Linked DNA regions of Mus musculus: region 1 is linked to region 2. Evidence: chromatin contacts called from public ChIA-PET data. All regions are on one chromosome and are shown on one strand. Each heading gives the region's core, a stretch centred on a gene start, on an enhancer-like site or on the middle of the called end of the contact. The rest is flanking DNA. Distances are from core to core; before and after follow the strand shown. Region 1 overlaps Nova1 (NOVA alternative splicing regulator 1). Region 2 has its middle 210 kb from the start of Nova1.

What was found. ChIA-PET counts read pairs in DNA pulled down with a chosen protein or histone mark.
Region 1: a contact with region 2 is called in an SMC1A ChIA-PET map of the G1E-ER4 cell line, with 25 read pairs. The contact joins two enhancer-like sites.

What each region holds. Positions count from the first base shown.
Region 1 is chr12:46,707,822-46,712,218 of GRCm38.p6, forward strand. The region is part of intron 4 of Nova1 (NOVA alternative splicing regulator 1); the gene reads right to left. Among named protein-coding and RNA genes, the nearest start is that of Nova1, 110 kb to the right of the region's middle. Within about 2 kb of position 2,415, at least 4 of the 459 cell types and tissues checked have an H3K27ac peak or open chromatin away from gene starts, as enhancers often do. A contact at or near this core is called in the G1E-ER4 cell line, where this site is marked.
Region 2 is chr12:46,607,576-46,611,779 of GRCm38.p6, forward strand. No RefSeq gene overlaps it. Among named protein-coding and RNA genes, the nearest start is that of Nova1, 210 kb to the right of the region's middle. Within about 2 kb of position 2,211, at least 10 of the 459 cell types and tissues checked have an H3K27ac peak or open chromatin away from gene starts, as enhancers often do. A contact at or near this core is called in the G1E-ER4 cell line, where this site is marked.

The sequences.
Region 1 (4,397 bases), core at 1,165-3,664, 100 kb after region 2:
ATGTGAATGCCCTGAGTAACCATGTGATGTGAATGCCCTGAGTAACCATGTGATGTGAATGCCCTGAGTGACCATGTGATGTGAATGCCCTGAGTAACCATGTGATGTGAATGTCCTGAGTGACCATGTGATGTGAATGCCCTGAGTGACCATGTGATGTGAATGCCCTGAGTGACCATGTGATGTGAATGCCCTGAGTGACCATGTGATGTGAATGCCCTGAGTGACCATGTGATGTGAATGTCCTGAGTGACCATGTGATGTGAATGTCCTGAGTGACCATGTGATGTGAATGTCCTGAGTGACCATGTGATGTGAATGCCCTGAGTGACCATGTGATGTGAATGTCCTGAGTGACCATGTGATGTGAATGTCCTGAGTGACCATGTGATGTGAATGCCCTGAGTGACCATGTGATGTGAATGCCCTGAGTGACCATGTGATGTGAATGCCCTGAGTAACCATGTGATGTGAATGCCCAGAGTAACCATGTGATGTGAATGCCCTGAGTGACCATGTGATGTGAATGCCCTGAGTGACCATGTGATGTGAATGCCCTGAGTGACCATGTGATGTGAATGCCCAGAGTAACCATGTGATGTGAATGCCCAGAGCAACCATGTGATGTGAATGCCCTGAGTAACCATGTGATGTGAATGCCCTGAGTAACCATGTGATGTGAATGCCCTGAGTAACCATGTGATGTGAATGCCCTGAGTGAGTGAGGGGTAGTGTTGGGAACAGATAAAAAAAGAAGCAGTGAGTTCAGAGATAGAGCCTCACAAGTGCTGGTGCAATGCTGGGTATATTGGTTTACCAGGTAAACTGGTTTAGAATAGTTAAGATGTAAGCAAGAGAATACAAACTTGCAACAGTTGAAAAGGCAGTTTAGGTTGGTCATGCAGTCTGGAGTTGTACGGTGAGAGGCTAGGTCAAGGAACTTGGGACCTGAAGCTTAACATTTATAAAACATTTTTGAAAACAATAAATTTAAATCATGAATATTAAAATATGAGACTGGAGAGATGGTTCAGCAGTTAAGAGCACTGACTGCTCTTGCAGAGGTCCTGAATTCAATTCCCAGCAACCACATCGTAGCTCACAACCATCTATAATGAGATCCGATGCCCTCTTCTGGTGTGACTGAAGAGAGTGACAGCGTACTCACATAGAAAAAGTAAATAAATTAATTAAAGAAAAGAATGTTTAAAACATGGTAAGAAGCTTGTGTGAGCCCACACAGAGATTCTGTGAGTTCATGGTTGCTTGAATATGGTTTGAGAAACAGCTTTTGTCTTTTCTACAGTTCATGTGCTAAAATTTGACCCCAATGCAACTGTGTTGGGAGGCCAGAGCATTCAGTAGTACATGTATTTTATGGGTTTCACCCTCACTAAAGGGTTACTTCTGCTATATGACATGTTTGTGGGAATGCTTTCTGTCTCTTCTGCCATATGAAGTCAGTCTGTTGGTTCCTTTCTCTATATTCTACCCTCTGCCACGTGAGTATGCTGTAAGAGAGCTCTCGTTAGATGCTGGGTCTTAGACTGTCCATCCTTTGGATCTGTGAGAAGTATTCTTCATATGGTAGCATGTAAGGCATGGAAGCATCACAAAATGCCTGAAGCACATATGCTGAACATAGCAGACATAAAGGGCAATGCACACGATGCTCAGGAGTCCCGTATCTGAAGAATAGGAAATCCATCAGTGTGAGGTGACAAGAGCGAGAATAAGAGCGTGAAAGCAGGATCAACAGAGTACAGTCAAAGCTGAACCGTGGATTTCAGGGACAGGAAGCAGATGTAACAAAACGGATACATAGTGCCAACAGGCCAATGACATGTGGACTGAGAAGAAACCCCTGGCACCAGAAGTGTGGCTATCACTGCATATCGGGTGAGTGGTGGAGGTAAGAGCCCCACTGGAGTAGATTCTGGGACAGAAAGAACATGGAAAACAGAGTAGAGATAATACTTTTGTGGATTTTCCTACAAAGGAAGAGAAGAGGGATTAGTTTGTGGAGGAAAGGAGAAATGATGAAAGAAGGCTGTTCAGTGCTTTGAGATTAGAGACAGGAGTGGGAGGGGGAAGAGAGGGCAAGGAGCAGAGTGAATATGATCACAGTACATCACATGCATCTATGGGAGGCTCACAACCTAAAAAGAAAAAAGACGGGAGAAAAACAACTGCATGCAGATTGAAAAACTCGACAAAGAATTATTAGAGAAATGGATATGCTTATTGTACAACTGAAATAACTGATTTATAGGAACTGAGAGAGCAAGGCCTGTGGAAATAAATGAAAAGGCAAAAGTCATGTGTGTGAAGTGTTGGTCTAATAAGTACTGTCAACATCAGTTTTAGGAAGTTCTCTTTTGATGGCTTCAATGATTTCAGTGGAGTATAAATAACGTTATAGGTTAAGAAAGGGGAAGTAGCAAGATCAATAGCAGAAAAGGGGAAGAAAAGACAGTTCTGAGCCTGCACCTTTTATCTCTGCCCCCTCCTGATAACCATACACCAGTGACTGATTTATAAAAGTCTGATGAGATGAGCGAGTGTATAAGCATCTTCTTGGAACTGATAAATGCTACTCATCCTGTTGACACTTCTGAAAGTTTAACCAATTCTCTTTGCCTTACAGTTTTTTTTTTCACTTGAAACCCTCATAAATAAATAAATAAATAAATAAATAAATAAATAAATAGTGCAAACATTCACCTTAAAATATTAAACAGATAAAAGAAAAATAAGATGTAGCAGTGTCAGCTTTACCAAATGTTTACTAATAGAGACCAGGGCATTTCACTACTAAGAGCAATGGCATGCTCTCTCTAGACTGGAATTATACAACCAAGCTGAGAGCAGTGAACCTCACCACAGAAATATCTTGGACTTCAGAAGCAGACAATACTAGTATTGGTATGCTGTTTACTCGAACATTTAAATAAGCTATTCACCAAGTCATTTCCTTCTAAAGGCTAATATTTTTCACACTTCCTTTAAATGAAGACACTCAGACACCGCAGCACTGTGAGAAGAGCTGGGGACTTTCATGTGTCAGATGAAAGGCTCTAAGAGAGCCTAACAACTGAGTCTCACATGGGCTTACTCAGCAGGTAAAGATGAAGACAAGGTCCTCACCACATACGGTGTGCTCTAGGGTTCACTTCCTGCTATCTATTGACAAGGCTCATCACACAGTGGATCTTCCATTTCCACGAGCGCTACTGTTGCACAATACTGTGCACAGACAGTGCGATCCAAAGAAACAGGTTAACACGGCTGAAGACTAAGTAAAAGGCAAGTGCTAGAAATGATAATCTTTACAATGTGAAGTTTTGGAATGTTGGCTCTGCAGAGCAAGCATATCATCTGAATTACTGTTATGGTTTTCATCTCTAGATCTTTTGTGTATTTACAATTGGTTTCTGCATAACAGCAACACAAATGACTAATGGCAAATGAGAGGTAAAGCAAAATCATTTAGCTAATGCTGATTAGAAAACAACATAAATGTTAATTTTTGACTGTATTCTGTTTTGCTTATAGAAATTTTCTTTAGGGGAGATTTTTTTCTTCCTGCTTTTACAACAGGGTTATACAAGTTATAACACAAGGTATTAATTTTTAACCTAAAATAGAAATCCCTGATTTTTGCCATTTCTGTCAGTTATAAGAGTTGAAACATATTTGAAAATAGCTGGGTAAATATAAACTAAGTTCAAATTAGTGTATATCTATATCTATATCTATGTGTATGTATGTATATATGCATATATATCTAATATTTTACTATTGTAAACCTTAACATTATTAACTGAGCTATATTTTCCCAAATAGACTATATTTATAGACAGATCAATAATTAGGACAATTCAAAAGAAATGCTCTCTATTGAACGTTTGAGTGAACAACAAAGATGACACTCCTTTACTGCTACCATCTGATGGGAACCTACCATGAAGGAGTACAGGGGAGAGCTACAAATTACTGAGAATGAAATGTTATTGATAAGCTACAATTCTTTCAATAAATTAAGGATTTGCTCTTCTTCGTTTAATGCTTGCTTCATGTGATCCAGGAGCTATGCTTCTTTGTACACAAACAGGAAAAAAAAAAGAAGAAGAAAACAGTATGAATAACAAAACGTATCAGTACAGTAGACAATATGAAATCACAATGCCTATATTTCAAATCATTATGATAAAATACTTGGCAGAAGCAAGTGTGATAATAGATCTAGAGGGTAGCAGAGCATTAACAAGAAAGGAGATATACTTGGCCTTTTAAGGAATCACTTCATAAAAGTCCACATTAATGTAAATAAACTACAAGTCTAATTTCAGAGACAAAATCAGTAGACTGGCTTTCTAGGTATCATCGTACTTTGA
Region 2 (4,204 bases), core at 961-3,460:
CCAAAAACCAAACAAAAAATTAAAAGCCCTAGCTTTTTAATGTTGAAATATTCTTGCAACACACGTGAAACATCTACACTAGATAAAACAGCCTGGGTGGTTGAGGTTAGAACCCCGAACTTGCTATAGAACTGTGAAATGGATTTCCCAAGTATGGGTTGTAAATCCTGGGAATTTAATTCAAGGAGGCTTCCAGACACCTATGAAGGTGCGGGCTTTTCCACCTATGCATAAGTTTCTGTAATGATGATTCTGAAACTGAATTATTTATGAATAATTGCCTAGGCAAAAGCTTGGAGTCTCCCCACAGCCCCAAGCCCACCCGCCTACCCCACCCACACCACCCATGTGCTAAGCTAGTAACTAACTCTATTATCTCCTTTATTCTGTTCTAAGTCCCGCCTCGTGGTGGTTACAGAGAGACCTTATTCCTCAGAGTTCAGAACGAATCTCCTCCTGTACCTGACTCTATCTCGGAGTTCCCCCCTCCTTACAGAACTCCCACCTCCTATTTCCTGCCTCAGCTCATTGGCCAGTCAGCTTTTTATTGAAAGGTGATGTTTCCATACACAAGAGATTCTCTCTACCCACCTACAAGATGACAGGTTGAAAGGTAGGCAGCGTGAAGGAAGGCTGAGGCAGCTCAGCCTGGCAGTCTGGCTTCTTGGGGAAGGCAGTAGAACACACTCAGGTGTATTATGCTTCCCGTGCCTATCCCTGTCCTGCCCATTATGCATGGCAAAGTCACTAAAGTGGATATCTGGAGGGAACTTGCCTTCAGGAAAGCTCTTTAAAGTTCTGCTGAGCCCTTACCTCTGACACACCTGGATAAGAAAGGTGTGTCAGGGGCCTGCGTATTCACGCACCACTTACACCACGTCGTCCACCAACGAAGCTACTTCCTGTAGCGTGGAGTTGTCCATGGAAACTGAAAGATTTGCCTGTTAAGTTTGCTCACCACGTTGCAAGTGTATTTCTGGCCTTCCCCTTATCACAGTGTGATGTCCATTTGCACACCATGGTTTTTTTCTAGCGACTGAAAAGTGATGGAAGCAGCTTGGCAGCCAGCATGGCAGTGCAATCATTTATTTCTCACAGCGCTCGGTCCTGGGCCTTCCCATTGAGCACAAGGCCTTTGAAGTGCATGGTGCATGTAATTTAGCTGACAGTGGATTGCACTAGAGTCCATCTAAATCAAGTCCAAGTCTGAACAGACATCAAAATACCCCCACCCCATAATTGGCAGCTGGTATTTTTCTTCTGTGCTAGTTTTTTTAAAGGACATTTTCTTGGCTACACATTTTATCAATTTTTTATGTTGTAATGAAATTTTTTTCTATGATTTTGGCAGTATTTTGGTTTTTTGGGGTTTTTTTTGGTTTGGTTTTTTTTTTTTTTTCTTTTTGCCTCACCATTTTCACATGCTCTTAGCTGCTGCCAAATATTGCCTCAGTTTATGTTTACCCACCAAGAAAGCAAGGCAATACTTTGGACATTTTGGACATGTAAGACTCGCTATGGTTTTTGAGTCTTTCTATGTAATTTATGCAATTTTTTTAAAAAAAAATGGAGCTGACTGACCCAATATGCAGCTTTCAATAATTTCCTAAGTGAGAAACTCTCCTTTAAAGGAATCTGCAAGAGGGAAGTAGTAAAGGAAATTTTGAAGCAGAGTGGATGCTAATTTACAGTAGTTCCATATGGCAGGCATTCAAATATACCATAATAGCTCTGACTTTTCAGCTTCTCCATCTACCAGAACCCATGTTAGGACAATCTACCTATGTTACTATTTTTAATTCCAGATTAAAATCTAAGTAAACCTGGCCCAAGAAACACCTGGGGTGATTTAATAATAAAGTAGGACAGGGCCACTGCTAACAGTTGGCATCAGGGCATAAAAACACAGAGAATATAAAATGTAATAGCAATTGGAAAAAATGTAATACAATTCCGTGAAAATGCAATTAAATCAGGTTGGATAAATAGCTTCCAGGACATAATAGCAAGAAGAGAGAGTTCATTTCAATGAAGTGAAAATGGCAAAAACTGAATAAATAATTTAAAGCTGGAAATGAAAAAGTTCCGTGTGGAGTTTCGAAGACAATTGAGCTCATCTGACCTTGTGCAAGTCGGTTAACCTCTGGGGGCCTCAGTTTCCTTATTAGGAGAAAGGGGAGGGAGGAGGAAGGGTAAGACTACTGATCTCCAAGGTCTATTCAAGTTCTGAATTTCCCTCCTGGGCTTGGAGGGAATGAAAATGTAGGCCATCAACACATTAGTGGCTCTGGGAAAAGAAAATGCACATAGACAAACTGTGAATTTGGTTTCATAGGAAGCCCCGATTTTATCTGCCTTTGTTTTTCTTTTTAAAAATAAAAGATAAGAATAAATGTCTGCAGTAATTGAATTTCTGTTTCCATATTTTCCTGGCTAGTTTTCCCTTATCTGGGGTTACAGGACGAGGCTGACTGCATACAGATAAAGTGGTCCACGTGGAGAATGCCAGGCTCACTCGCCCCGCGCACAGCCGCCCTCCCCACTCCTCTGCCCATCTGCTCTCCCCTACCTAATCCTCCAGAGTAGACAGACTAGGTGGGTGCTAATCAGCAGCTAAGGAAAGGGCAGACCTGTGTTCTTGCAAACCGGATGAGTCATGCATCACGGGTCAATCAAGCAAGGCCTCCTGGAAGAGCTTCTTGGGGATTAACTCAGTTGGCTGTGAAGTCATGCTGAAAACCTCTCTCATGCAACAGACACCAGTCAGAAACCAGGGGGAGGGAAATGGTGTTTACCATGTTTATTCATAAAACCAGGAGGTCTTGATAGAAACAAATGTTTCTAATCTTTATTCTGTAGTGTTTTTTTTCTTTTTTAATAAGTAACTTACAAGGTATAAGCACCATTGTCATATGTATTTTCATATGCGTTTTGTTTGTAGACTTTTTCCTCTCCTACTCTTCCTTGTCCTCTTGCCCACCCCCAGATTGTCTCCTCTTTCTCTCTCCAGTGACCCCAGATCCATTTTGTATTCACATCACTTGTGTTCAATTACCTTTCTCCTCTGGCCCACTTCTTTCTTAAGATTGTTCTAGATTCACAACACACACACACACACACACACACACACACACACACTTATAAAAAATAAAACCTAGGATCCACATATGAGAGGAACTATGATATTTGTCTGTAAGAATTTCACTGCTAAATAAAATTCATCTGTATATCATCTTGATGTTGGTTTTTGTTTGTTTTTTGTCTGCAATACAATATACACAGACTGGTGACTGATTCTATGTGGTTCCTTGTCACTAGAAATGTATTTCCTGTCTTCCTCTATTCTAAAGTAGCTTATCAGTACATTCTAACACCAAGAGACACCCAAAAGTATCTCTTGTACTCCAACCATACTCTTCCTTACCTTTACTATAGAGAAGTGGTCCAGTTTCCCCTTGGAAGCCTGGAAGTCTGGAGCAACCATCCACACTAACACTGTAATCCCTTTGTTAGCCTGTTTACTAAAGGACACCAAGAACCCAAAATGTCCGTTAGGGAAGCCTTAGATTCAAATTCCAAGGAATGTTTTCTGTGTTTCTTGCCTGTAGCACTTTGTCCTTTGGAATCAAAAATATTTAGCCTGCAAAGCATAATGTCACGTTAGGGGGAAGCAAAATTTTTGTTGGTACTTCACTAGAGTTAATGGTGAGTAATGTGGTACTATTTCCATTTCTATCCTTGATTTCAGGAACTGTGGGTCCTGCTTTTGGGGAAAACTGCCATATACTAGAGGTTGACTCAGAGCATCTGCAGTCTGCCGGACATCTCTGCCCCAGCCTCTCCAAGCTACTGTCACCTATGTGAGTCTGTAAATGAGTCTTTTAAAGGCCATTCCACTGTTATATCTGTAAACCATAGTCTTTTATTCTGGTCAACTGATCTTAGGGTTCATCCCATAAGACCCAGGCTAATCGATGAGGATAGGAAATACTCATATTAGGAGTAAGAATCGTAGATAATTGACTAACTTCCTTGTTTAAGTTATCTGTGCCATGCAGACCTACTTAGGCCCAATCACATAGACACCACTTCCTTTTGATGATGGATTGCTGTTGTGCATGTTAAGCTTTATGACTTGGTTGGTCATATAAAATCCAGATCATGAAGGGTAGCTCAAGTCACATGGTAACCTGGTGACCCACTG